Linked DNA regions of Mus musculus: region 1 is linked to region 2. Evidence: chromatin contacts called from public HiChIP or PLAC-seq data. All regions are on one chromosome and are shown on one strand. Each heading gives the region's core, a stretch centred on a gene start, on an enhancer-like site or on the middle of the called end of the contact. The rest is flanking DNA. Distances are from core to core; before and after follow the strand shown.

Region 1 (6,408 bases), core at 619-3,118, 290 kb after region 2:
AAGAGCGCGCAACGACTGCGGGCCAGCTCGCTGGGTGCCGCCTTCACTTCGCGTACGCATGCTAACAGCGCGGATGCACTTGTGCTCATGCACTTGACGCCCAGCTTGAACTGTTCGCGAGAGAAGCGGTCCCGTGACTTGTCACTGGCCAGGGCGCACGCATCCGTCAGGAACTTGAGGTTTCGAGACAGGCCCTGCGACACCTCCAGCAACAGCTGTGGGGTCATGTCCGCCAGTGGGGTGGCTCGCAGCACAGCACAGCCTTGTTCTACCTCGTGGCGGCAGCGTGTCACACGGTAGCGGTCCACAAGGCCTGGCTGTGCAGGTTGAGCGCCCGGTGTGGCCACGGCTGCCAGGTAGGCCGCATGTGCAGAACACTCGGTCAGCGACACCACCAAGTCGCCCAGTTCCACAAGACTGTCTCCCGCCTCTCCGAAGCGGCCCATGTTGAGCTGGCTCTGCACGTCGTGGGTGAGGATGGACAGCCCCTTAGTGCGCGCGATGATGGTGTCCCGGCACTGCTCGAAGGACTCCGCACCAGCGCCAGGGGAGGCGGGGCCTTCGAAGAGCACCGGCCGCGCCTCGCTAGACAGCAGCAGCAGGTCGGCCACCAGCTGCATCTTGCCCTTGCAGTGATCACAGATAGATACCAGCCTCTTCCGCGGCTGCGAGCTGGCCCCGCCGACGGCGCTCCCAGGAGCCGGAGAAGCCGCCTCGCCAGTGGGCTTCCCGGCGCTGCCGCTAGCCATCGCGCCCAGGGGGCACTGGCATGCCGCTGGGGAGCCCGCTACCACCGCCGCCGCGACTCAGCTGGCCAGGGCCGCGCTGCCTTCCGCGCACCATCATGCCACCCACCGCGGCGGGCACAGAGATCCGGGTGGCGGCGGCCGGTGGCCGGGCGTCGCAGGGCGGGCCCAAGCCCGCGGCAAGCTCTTCGGGGCGCTGTGTAGCTCGCGGGAACCGTGAGCCGGGGCACGGCAGACTCCTAGTCCGCGCCCCTCTTCACTAGCCTACCAGAAAAGTCCCCGCTGCCGGGCTGTCGCCACCTTCCTGGGCATGGCCGGCCGGGCCGCCGGAGCGGAGAGGGCGGGACGGGGAGGCTGGGAGTTGTCCTTCCTTCCTTCCTTCCTTTGAAATCAAAATCCTCTGCTCCTAGAGGAGCGCGGGCGGCGGCCCCGGCAGGCTTTGCTGTCAGCCGCTGCGCTGCGGCTATCCGGCTCAGCAGCGCACGTGGGCTTCAGGGGCGGCGACCCCGCCAGACGGTACAGGCTGGCGACGGCGGCCGGAGCTGACGCCCGGGGGCGCGCGGCCGCATCTCCTGCTCCGGCTCTTAGGGCGCTGGGCGGCCACTGGGCCGAGGGCGTGGCTGGCTCTGTGGCGGCCGCGCGGAGTCAGTCGGGCGGGAGGCTGCAACGCAGGGTGCTGGGCGGCCGCGCCTTCCCGCCTGGCGGTTCAGAGTGCGCGGCCCGGCGCCGCGGCGGCACGCCCTCCCCTCCTGAATGGCCTGCGGCCGGCGACCGGCTGTCGTGGAGATTCCATCTGTGTTTCCCCGCAGAGCCCGCGGGCCCCGCGCATCCGACGCCCCAGGGTGGTCGGCTCAGAAGGTGAGCGCGGCGTCGCGGAGGCCGACCCGGGCCCGGACTCCTGCCATGTTTGTCAACCAGCAACTTCCGAGCGACCTCCGAGCAACTGAAAGGAAGGGAGGAGACCGCAGGCCAGGGGACACCCGCCTGCCCGCGCACGGTTGCAGTTTTCGCCTCCTGGCGTCCGCCTCGCCCCCGGCTCGCCGCCGCCACCTCGGCCGTAACCTCCCCGGAGCCTATAGGAATCTTTTGTGTGGCGTCACCGCCTTTCGTTTAAATCCCGCTTCCTCCTCTCGCCCTTCCTCCCGCCCCCTCCGCCGATCCCGGATGCTTGCGCGATGCGCTGCTCCTCCCCCGGGAAGCTGGGGGCCGTGGGAGGACGCCGCGCCCAGCCCCGACGCTGCGGCCCTGGGGCCGGTGGTCCCTGCATCCGGAGAGGCTGGGAAGCGTGTGTGGTGGGGAAGGCCCGCCCTCGCTCCGCGCCCAGGCGCTGTGTATACCCTGGGGACACCGGGGCGCAGCCGCTAGTGGCCTTACGTAAGCTCTCAGCATGCCCCAGGACTCGATGCTTCCTCCCTGCCGAGGGAGCTAGTGTAAAAGGTGATCTGTTTTGCTTGCTTGGGGAGGATGCCACTCATTACTCCCGGGATCTCCCCACCGCCTCCGGATTCCAGTCACCTCTGAGATTCGATGACTTTTGCAAGCCCTCCTCCGCCCTTTGTTGTGTTGGACCCTCTCCTGTGGGTGGGTTTCCGTGAAACAGTGAAAAGGAGCTCTGATCACGCTTGAGTCCCCACAGCTTGTTTGACTCAGTGATAGACCCTCCCTGAGGTTGGTCTTACCCCCCCCCCCCCCAGCCGTTTAGGAGTTGTGTGACCTTGGGCAAGTTTTCTCTCCCAAGTTACTGTAGTCAGGTAGTGTATGGTGACCTCGGTTCCAGCTGGCTAGAATTCCAATGTGCCTTGATCAGCAGTTCGCCCTTTCCTGACTCCATCTATATAATGGAATAATAGCAACCATTGTTAAGTAAAGAGCCAGTCTCTGGAGGTAAACACTGTTATCTCTGGGTTACAGGCTGGGAAACTGGTGGCCCAGATGGCTCCCCGCCCTGTAACGAGGAATTAAACGGAGGACCTTGAGCTACTGTACTTTTTATTTATTAATTTAACTGTGCAGACAGGCTTTGAACTTCTGGCGATCCTCCTTCAGGGTCTGTAGTTGGTGATTGTAGGCCTGTGCCATAGGGCTTTGTGGCCAGGTGGACTAAGTGACTCCCTAGGCTCTTAACAACAGCAGTGGCTAAAAGAGAAGGTCCCCTAAACCCACTGGCCACACCCACTCCCTTTCTTTGTGCAGACCTTGTCTGCCAGAAACTCCTGGAACACCTGGGCCTCCTCCCAGTAAAGCACTCTCTCAAGAGCCCTGAAGTCTTCTGCTGGTGCCCAGCACTGCCAGTGTGTGCTCAGCCAATGGAAATGTTTGTTCTTCTGTCTCTTCGTAGGACCTCCACGTCCTACATTTTTAAGCCAGTTATAAGTGTTATTTATAAGTTGGATGGCCTCAAATTTATCGTCCAAACCCCAATAGTTTACAGAATAAATTATGAGTCAAGTTATTAATATAAGTTAATGAGGAACAACCGGTAAAAACCTGGATAGCCGCCCTACTCATAATCAAAAATAATAATTAAAAAAAAATGCCCTTGCAGATGCTTTAGATTTTAGGTGAACCAACTGTCTCTGCAAACTGAAGCCAGTAAAACCAATGGCTCTCTTAACAAGAATTCTATAGGGCTACTTCCTCCCTGGTAACCCAGGAATAGCAGTGAATCCTAAAAAATAGTTTCCTTAACTCTGAGAACCTAAGAGAGGGACCAGTAAGATAGCTCAGCAGGCAAAGGTGCCTGCCACCAAGGCTTCGTTTTTCAGATAGTGTCACTCTTCCTAAACTGATCTTTCCAGGTTCTTTCTTGTTTACCTCCTGCCATTGTTCACTTACAGCTCAAACGCTGGGTGTCTACCATGTGCCAGCCCTTGTTCAAGGCACTGCGCTTACACTATAGATTGTAATAGAGCAGCCTCTGCTTGTGAAGATAAGAGTCCCGGAAGGGAAGGTTCACAAATAAGTGCTCCCAGTTACTGTTTACTCAGTAAAAGCACAGGACAAAAATGGACAGCAGATCAACCACTGCATACTAGCCGGGCAGTGATGGCGCACGCCTTTAATCCCAGCACTTGGGAGGCAGAAGCAGGCAGATTTCTGAGTTCAAGGACAGCCTGGTCTACAGAGTGAGTTCCAGGACAGCCAGAGCTACACAGAGAAACCCTGTCTCAAAAAACCAAACCAAACAAACAAAGTACTGCATACTAAGTGTTTAGGTCATGTTAGGCAGAATTATGCATTCTGATCAGTGCTAGGGAAATCGAGGTGACCTGCAAACCAAAGCAGTGGAAACCAAATCTAAGATCTCCCTGTTCCTTCTCACCTTGCTCTTCCTGTCACTGCTGGATGGGTAGGGGGTTGGGAGGTTTTTTTTGAGGGGGGAGGTACTGTGCCCAGCACCATCCACCTTCAGAAAAGTTTCATCTTCCCTGACACACTACCTGTGAAATAACATCTCTCCATTCTCTCTTCTAGTCTCTGGCCATTACCAACTTCATCCGTGAACTTGATGATTTGAAGCACTCCGTTCTTTTGTGTCTGTCTTATTTCATTAAGCATAATGTCATTGAGGTTAATCAGTGCGATAACGTATCAGAATGTCCTTTTTATAGGAAATAATATTCACTTGTATGAACTTTAGACATTCATGGTATACCCCCAGAATTTGTGGACAAGCAACCAAGCTGTCTGTGGTATACAGTGCCACCCAGTGGTTGGTAAGGAGCAGTCTTGGCCATATCATAACTTTGGACTTGGGTTTCTTGGTTTTATGTTTGTGCTCACAGGTGGACAGTGGTCTCAGATGATCTTTCTTACACATTTGCAGACACCTTGGTTCATTCTCCTTGAGTATCGGCCTTGGCCAGGTGTGGTGTCACACACTAGCACTTGGGAGATAGAGGCAGCAGGATCAGGAATTCTAGATCATCTGCCAGCCAATGTAAGGAGTTTAAAGCAACCAGGGCTAGGCGAGACCTAGCCTAAAATCATCAACAACAAATAACACTTCTCCTGGAGAAGAACAATTTACAACTGAAGGATGCGGTCCCATCCCCTTTATATTATTCATCACAGTTGGTACATAAGAGCTCCTTACTGGCTAGAGTGCAGAATCACCATGGAATAAGACTATCCTCCATAGTTGGTATATTCTCTAGCCCTCTGACACATCCTGATCCTGTCCAGTAACACACTTGGGGCAAGACTTTGGCTTTCAGTTTCTTATCTTCTCTGTTGCTTCTATAGTGAGCAAGGAAGCTGTGCACAGGCCCAGTGAAGACACTGACACAAATGCTGGAGTATTCAGCTTCTAGTATCTAGGAGAGTGAGGATTTCCTCCAATTGTTTCCCAGGGTATCCTATGATGTTACTATTGCTATAAGCCTCACTGGTACCATAGTAAGGCTGCTTGCACAAGATGATCGTTTCATAGCCTATTCCACCAGCCAGTGGGAAAAAATATGAATCCCAGGACTTAGGGACCATAGGCAGCCAACACTAACCATTCCTGGTCACGATGATACCTGGTGGTCAGTACTTACAGATTAACTCAGGCTGTTGCTGCCTCACACGCAGCTTCTCTGGACCTTTAGACACACTTGGGCATGGCTGTCCCTCATTTCTACTGTGCTGTTTGCAGAACCTGGTTGAGGCCATTGCCATACTGTTTGGGACTACTAGCTTTGCTCCCTCCACAATTCTGTTAACCTGTGAAGAACAGAGGCAGTATCTATGCCCCCATCCGAGTGCCTTGTATAGTCGCCAGACAGTGTTAATAGAATCCATTTGTCAGACTGTCCCACAATTCGGTTCTTTTTATTTTAAAGATTATATGTAAGTAGCTGTCTTCAGACACCCCAGAAGAGGGCATCAGATCTCATTACGGATGGTTGTGAGCCACCATGTGGTTGCTGGGATTTGAACTCAGGACCTTCAAAAGAGCAGTCAGTGCTCTTAACCATTAAGCTATCTCTTCAGCCCCCTATAATTCGATTCTTAAAGGGTTAATGTTTGGCTCCTACCAGGTCCTAGGGCTCATTGATGACAGTGTCATTCAGGTTTTGGATATTGCTCATGCAAGGTTTCAGGTAGTGTTAGAAGGTGTTGTTCTCACTCCTTAGCTGTGGAGAATGTAGGCCAGCATGAACCCAGGCTCATGTTCTCATTAAACTTAGGATGCACTTTGGCCTGAGTATTTAACTCAGAGCCTGGCCCCTCGTTTAGGCACTGAACACAGTTTTATGTCCAGCCCCTCTTCAACAGCTCTATACTGCACTGCCTCAGACCTGGTTCAAATTCCAGGGCCATCTGAGTTCTCCTGGCTCTAGCTAGACCTTGAAACTATTTTCTATATGGCTACTAGTGTTGTTATGCTGTAAGCCTCGCTGGTGGTGCCATGGTAGACATCAGGGAAGAAAGTGTCCTGGATTCCTGGGTCCATATTTTCATTCCATGGCTATACCATATATCTGACCACATTTGAATAATTCCAACACTTAAAACAAACATAGGGGCAAGATCTGGGGAGATGGCTCAGTGGGTAAAGCCCTTGCTGAGCAAGTATGGGGATCAAAGTTTGGGTTCCTAGGATCTACATAAAGCTGGGTGGACCAGCCCTCAAGGAGACAGGAAAGGAAATCTCTGTAGTAAGCTATCTAGCCAG
Region 2 (6,740 bases), core at 3,645-6,144:
GGATCATGTATTTAGTCACAAGCACAAGGCAGACAGCAAACTAGTAGTGGGGTGAGGCTATGAACATCTGAAGCCCATGCTTCCATGTGACCATACCTCTTCTGGCAAGGCTGCGTAACTCCCCAACCTGCACCACTATCTGGGAACCAAGTGTTCAAATACCTGAGCCTTCAGGGTTCATGTCTCACTGAAAGCACTGCACAGGGATTGCATCTCCAGCCCATTTAGCATTGCCTATGCCTGAGCCAAGGACATTTTCTTCCAGTTAAGTTTAGTTTAGGGCACAGAGATGCATCAGGTACATCCTTAGAAGGGAGAGCATCCCAACCTCTGCACAAGAAAGAGCTTCCCTCTCAGCCTCACTAGGACATGGGATTGCTTGTGGTTACCCTCTCTGTACAGGGATACAAACTCTTCTCTAGCTGACACTTGTCCTGCTTACTGTCTCCACTGCAGGAAAACACAGCCAAGGGACTCCAGGCCTGCTGGAAGTGAGCATACTTCTCAGGACATACCATACATGTTGTTAGGACAGTTATCACAGGTATATAGATATCTCAGGTGGACAAGAGCTTCCCTTACCAACATAAGTGACAAATTTTACTAAATATACAGTTTATCAAATAACCCAAACTTACCAATTACCAAAATATTCTAACCAAAATAGAGTCACCAAAACGCAGTCAGTCATGTCCACAGTTATGGCCCGGTTCATCTGGTCTTGGCGAGTTCTTTCCATTTGTTTTTCATTGGCTTTTTAGACCTCGACCTAGTCCAGATTTTCTGGTCTTCTGCTGTGGTGGTTGGGGGCAATCATCAGAGAAGCATGGCATATTTTTCCCATACCTTCCCTAATGATGATCATCAAGAATCACCTTTTCCAATCATATCTGTTTCTATTATTATTATATGCTAGTTATGTATATATGGGTTTCACTGTGACATTTTATATGAAACCTTTCAATCATAGCCACCCACCACTGCTCTTTTGTCCCCCTTTCACTCCCACCGATTCCCTTCACATCCCCGAACAGTCCTCCTCCTTGCTATCTGTTCACAAATCATCAAGTTTAATTAAGTTTACTTACATGACGATCATGGATTGGGAGCTATTTCCAGGAGCACAGGCAACTTCCCAGTAGCAACATCATGGAAGACAATGTCACACACAACCCCCCAACTCTTTCTCTAGCTCTGGAAAGCTCTTCTACATTGCCAAATACCACATATGTGTAGGGAATCTGGCTTTTCAAGCCTCAAACTGGTAGGGAAATTGCATCTCTCGCCTATAGAACTACCCAGAGTTAGCCTGTTTGTGTGCTGAAATTCTCAGACAATTAGAAATGGGGAAAATGGGTGCTACTCACCCCAGCAATCATTAACTGCCTATAGATGCCAAGGAAAAGGAGCAGTCTCGTGGTGCCCGCTTCATTAGCAGGCTTTAGTTGTCCTGGAGGAGGGGCAGGGGCTGGTTAAATCCTTCCTTCCTCCTTGAGGCATATTGACAGGTACAGTGCAAGGTAGGCAAGGTTGCCAAGAGTGAGAGAGTGCAGTAGGCATACTGGGCCTGGAAGACAGCATCCCACAACTCTCCCCTCCTTCCTCTGCCTCCAGGAAGCCCTTCTAGGCAAAGCTGTTATTACCAAAGATCACTTAAGTATAGGGAATCTGGCTTTTCAAGCTTTACACTGGTAGGGAGTGCATCTCTCACCTACAGAGCTAGCCTGTTTTGTGCACTGAAACCCTCAGACTATTAAATGAGGAAAGGCCTGGATGCCACTCACTGCTCCTTCTACAGATAAGCCAATGACTGCCCATAGAAAGGAAAGGAACTTTCTGGGGACTCATGGCAAGACAGATATACAAGGAAAACTAGAGCTCAGACAGATCTCTGGATGTCTGTGCTTCTTTGACTGTAGGGCTCTAAAGCAGTGAGGAGAATTGTTGTTTACTAAGCCCAGGCCTTTGCTAAAGGATGTTTGAGCCTATCTGCCTCTAGGGATCAGAAAGCTTGTATTTTCTGGACATATGATGCCAGGCAGACATAAGAAAATTGCAAGAACTTAACTAGGACCCTAACTAGGAGAATTCAGAGACAGACATATTTCTTCCTGGCTACTCATACGGGGTCTGTATGATTGCTCACAGGAATAAAGTCTGACTTTGACTTGGTTCTCAAATCATGAGTGAAAGACAATTTGAACTTCTGATAAAACTCGGACTTCCATGTGCAGGCAGCCGTCTAGCCTTCGCAGATCCATCCAGAATGACATTATCTTGTGAGTCTGTGTCAGGACTGTGTGCTGTCTTACAGTTGGGAATGCAGTAATTACATTTGTGGCTCTTTCTTGTGCAGTGATATCATTTGCTTCCAACACAAACCCGGACACTGTTTGTGTGTTAAAATGTACAACCTTTCAATTTTGCTGGAGAGTAGAGCCGGCATGAGCCACAGTCTGCTTTGCTCTCCTTTGAGAAAAAGAATAATGATTTCATACTTTTGGCAAGTGTGTAAGTCCACAGACAAAACTCCCAAGCTTATTCCTGGCAGCTTCAGCAAGGACAAAAGCGAGGATATATCTTATAAGACACAGGAGCACCTGGACTGGAGCTTATTTTCAAGGAGGATTCTAGATTTTTGGTCTCTGAGGTATACGTAGAATCATCTGGGGGACTGCTGAGTCAGACTGATTCCTAGGCTCCACTCACAGAGCTGCTAGGGGTCTGTGGCTGGGTCAAATGAGTATCTTGAGATGCCAATTCCTAATGAGATAGGAATTTCCATTTCCTAGTCTTCAACCCATGAATAGGGCAGACTGTGACCCAAAAGATTATAGATCACAGGGTTGTGATGTAGCTCAGTTGGTAGAATGGTTGCTGAGGATGTGCAAAGCCCTGATCTTAATTAGCATCACGTTAAACTGGCTGTGGTAGGGTCCCCTTGGGAGGTAGAGACAGCAGGATCAGAAATTCAAGGTTATCCTTAGGTCCATGGTGAATTTGAACTGAACTTGGAATTTATGTCATTCTGCATCCAAAAAGGAATGCAGACCCCATAGCTCACAGTGCAAATCAGATGTCTACCACCTGGTCAGGACACAGGGAAAATAAGCGGCTGCTTTGATTTAGAGATGCTTAGTAGCCTGAGAAACGATAATTAAAGGTTCTGTGGATGTGTCCAGAAGTCCCTCCTCCACCCAGCAGCCACCCCAGAACCCTTTCTATTACCAAGGTAATAAATAAATGAGAAGTTTTCTAATCATGGTCTCTCTTGTCTAGCTCTGGCGGAAATTCGCCCGTCTGGCCTGTAACTTTGTGGTCATCTTCATCCCCTGGGAAATGAGGATAAAGAAAATTGAGAGTGAGTATCCACTGGTGGACTGCAGGGGTGATGTGCAACTGTGGACAGCACACAGCCTGAGACATCTGGTGAGCCTCGGCCATTATGGAATAGAGTCAGTTCAAGACACTTGTACAGTTAGAGAGGCTCTGCTTATGTGGGACTCAGAGGAAGGCCTGGTTCCCTCCCCACCTCCCAGAATGGGAAAAGTCCCCAAGTTGCCTTTCCACATTCTTCCATGGTTCCGTGTTCATTCCTAGTACATTCATTCACTGACCAACATTCAAAGGATTAGGCAAACATTTCAGAAACAGGAATGTATCCTATTGTTACTTCTGCATCCAGTTATTACTGCAGTCAAGAGAAATCATGCTGTAGATTCAACAGTTTCAAAGAGGAAATCTAGACCTGTCATTTTAATATTCTATTAATATATGAATATATAGTCAGAAATCATAAAAATCATTAGAGAAGATATAGTAAATGAGATCTCAACATGGAGACCTGTTTAATCATAAAAGTGAAGTGGGAAACTGTCTGGGAAAACTGCTTTTTAATGTAGCTATTGGAAAATACCTTTTAAAGATTTGTTTATTTTCAAGGGTATGGATGTGTTACCTATATATGTGTCTCTGCACCACATGTGTGTTCTGCCCACAGACACCAGCAGAGGGTGTCTGGAAGAGGAGTTACAGATGGTTGTGAGCCACCATGGGGATGCTGAGAATCATATCAAAGTCCTCTATAAGAGCAGCTAATGTTCTCATCCTCTGAGTCATCTCTCTAGCCTCAGAAAATAGATTCCATGGACATAAAAAAATCAAAAGCTAGATGGGAAGTTAGAAAAATCATTTCTGATATTTCAGTGGAGTTAAATGCTCTCTTCCCTTTAAGCTGAGAGGAAGTGTGTGAATACAGAACATTACAGAGTTTCTACATACCCTTTATCTGACTACACCAGTAAACACCACAATAGTTTCCATGTTGAAATTAAGGCAAAGGACCTTAGAAAAACCTTGGAATATGCAAAGTAATGCAGCATATTACAGAATATGAAAGTCTCTTAACCCATGAGTTAGTAAGTTTGACTCAGCATATTCAAATGGGTACAGCACTGGGAAGGTTGTCAGTGTTTGAGTCAACCAGAGCTGTATACAGAACCAGGGACCAGGCACAGGATGCTGACCCAGCTAAGCAGCCAACAGTGGGGGTGGGGGGCACCATATGACATCACTCTTCCTGTGTTTGCTGCTGCTGAAGGTGAGTGAGAAGGCTCTCTGTGCTGTGAGGGTTGAGCAGAGCCACTCTCCGTTGTCTTTCCGTAGGTCACTTCGGGTCTGGTGTGGCCTCCTACTTCATCTTCCTGAGGTGGCTATTTGGGATTAACATAGTGCTCACAGTGATGACCGGTGCCTTTGTTGTCCTTCCCGAGGTGAGAGTTGTCCCAGGATCAAGGTGGGAGGTTCAAAGCCTGAGGGAGAGGCAGGTGCTATAACCTGCTGCCCTCACTGTTACACTAGGAAGGCTAGGAAGAACATGGAAAGCTTAGTAAAAGAACACAGACTTAGTCACCACTACTCAAAGTGGCCATGTGTCGAAAAAGAAGGTTTCAGTATGGCAGAGACTAGTGAAGGTAGCTAAAATCTGAATTTCATATCATGTGTGCACTTTTTCTTTTGATTACTTTCCCCAATGGTGCAATGAGGTGACAGACTGTATTTGGCCCAGGTACTAGTTTGTCTACCTAGTTTTCCAAGTAAACTATGTCCTTATAAACAAATAGAGCCATTCATTTCCTCAGGACATAAGAGGTCCAGGGACCTCAATGAATCATCCATAGAAACCACTTACATTTATTTCAAATGAGTTTACACAGTAACAGTGTGGGCAGTCACATATCAGACGACGGAAAACTCGTGCACAAATCATTACTTTCTCATTGAGGAGAATCAAGCTAAAGTGTACCACCGTCCCTAGAGATACCATCAGGGCATCTCGACAGACACCTGGGGATCCGCCATTCCTTTTATCTGGTCCCCTAGCCCAGAATTACACGTCTTCCCTTCCTCTCTCACCAGCTGATCGCAGGCCAGCCCTTTGGAAGTACAGCCAGCAAGACCATTCCCCGGGAGCAGATCACATCTGCACAGGATCTGGACACTGTCTGGTCCCTGGGGGTAAGGCTAATGCTGACTACACCCAGACCTTGCGGGAGAGCTGAAGGGGCCACAGTTCTGGGATCTAGTAATCTGAAACAATTCGAGTGCTCTCTTTGCAGGGCTACCTTCAATACTCCGTCCTGTTCTACGGGTACTACGGAAGAGAGAGGCGGATCGGGAGAGCCGGCTACCGCCTGCCCTTGGCGTATTTCCTGGTGGGGATGGCAGTGTTTGCTTACAGCTTCATCGTTCTCTTAAAAAAGTATGACTGTCTGTTTCTCAAGACCATGTCAGGAGTTAGGTTAGAGCATGTGTGACCTCACCTCCTGCCAATAGCCCTGTTAAAGTTACCAGTCACTAGAGCCATTTTATGGAGGAAGAGACCAAGACTCTGAGTTATACTAAGTTTAGCCAGCACTTACTGTATGCTGACTACTTTGTGCAAGGCTCTGTGAGGGGTCTGATTGGGACAATGCCATAACAGTACTAATAAGATGTGACCAGTGACATCAAGGTGACCAGAGGCAGGAGAATGCACACAATTTGTGTGTGTATCTGTAACCAGATGGTAAAGCATACCACTGTTGCCTGCCATTCATCACTGGGAGGGGGATCACACTATAAAAGAAAGAAAGAAAACTGGCTAGAGCTATGAGTCCTGCAATGTACCACTGTGAGCTCCACCAACTTCACCCAGAGCCCTATGGCAACTCTCTTTTCCTCTGTGTGCACATTGGCTCCAAAGAGTACGAGGCTCCCTTCCAGGTTAACATTCTATGCTTCTGTGTAAAGCTAGGGAGTCAGAGGGGGTTGGGGGGGGGGGATATGCAGAGTTGTCGAAGGAGTTTAAGGAGAGCCTGGCCTTGGTTACCTTATCTCTTGCCTTTGGTCTACTTTGCTCTTTCACCATTGCCACACCCCCTATTGCCCGGGCAGCAGAGTACACACAGAGGTGCTTATCAGAAACTACATAGCAAATGAATGGGCAAACCCACAAACCTTAAAGAGATGTATAGTGACCTGGAAGGGCTCTTCCGATGACTGAAGGCTCTCCAACTTAGCTCCGGGTGTTCTCACGATCCCTCCAGAACAATTTCTATCCTTCACTAGGTGTTATTCTTTAAAAGTAACTCAGAGCAGATGAGAGAACAAGAAATGTAACTGGGGAAGAAAGCCAAGGCTTATTACTGGAGAGATGGCCTAAAGGACCGAGAGGGGGAATTCCCTGCCTTAAAATATGT

What was found. HiChIP or PLAC-seq counts read pairs in DNA pulled down with a chosen protein or histone mark.
Region 1: a contact with region 2 is called in an H3K4me3 HiChIP or PLAC-seq map of bone marrow-derived macrophages, with 4 times the contacts expected there. The contact joins the promoter of Tlnrd1 here to the enhancer-like site in region 2. A contact is called at or near these places in 4 of 39 promoter capture datasets (hippocampal neurons, liver and second pharyngeal arch cranial neural crest), 1 of 484 Hi-C or Micro-C datasets (the CH12 cell line), 8 of 115 datasets of contacts at active chromatin or transcription factors (bone marrow-derived dendritic cells, bone marrow-derived macrophages, embryonic stem cells and 4 more) and 3 of 9 other capture datasets (adipose tissue, liver and macrophages).

What each region holds. Positions count from the first base shown.
Region 1 is chr7:83,882,473-83,888,880 of GRCm38.p6, forward strand. It overlaps Tlnrd1 (talin rod domain containing 1), which reads right to left and starts at 1,869. Exons shown (of 1, transcript NM_030705.4): 1 at 1-1,869. The coding sequence starts at 749. It also overlaps a transcript of Mesd not described here.
Region 2 is chr7:83,592,782-83,599,521 of GRCm38.p6, forward strand. It overlaps Tmc3 (transmembrane channel-like gene family 3), which reads left to right. Exons shown (of 23, transcript NM_177695.4): 4 at 3,280-3,361; 5 at 4,666-4,772; 6 at 5,419-5,517; 7 at 5,619-5,761. It overlaps Gm16638 (predicted gene, 16638), which reads right to left. Exons shown (of 4, transcript NR_166697.1): 4 at 4,267-4,811. Among named protein-coding and RNA genes, the nearest start is that of Tmc3, 11 kb to the left of the region's middle. Within about 2 kb of position 4,895, at least 11 of the 459 cell types and tissues checked have an H3K27ac peak or open chromatin away from gene starts, as enhancers often do. A contact at or near this core is called in bone marrow-derived macrophages, where this site is marked.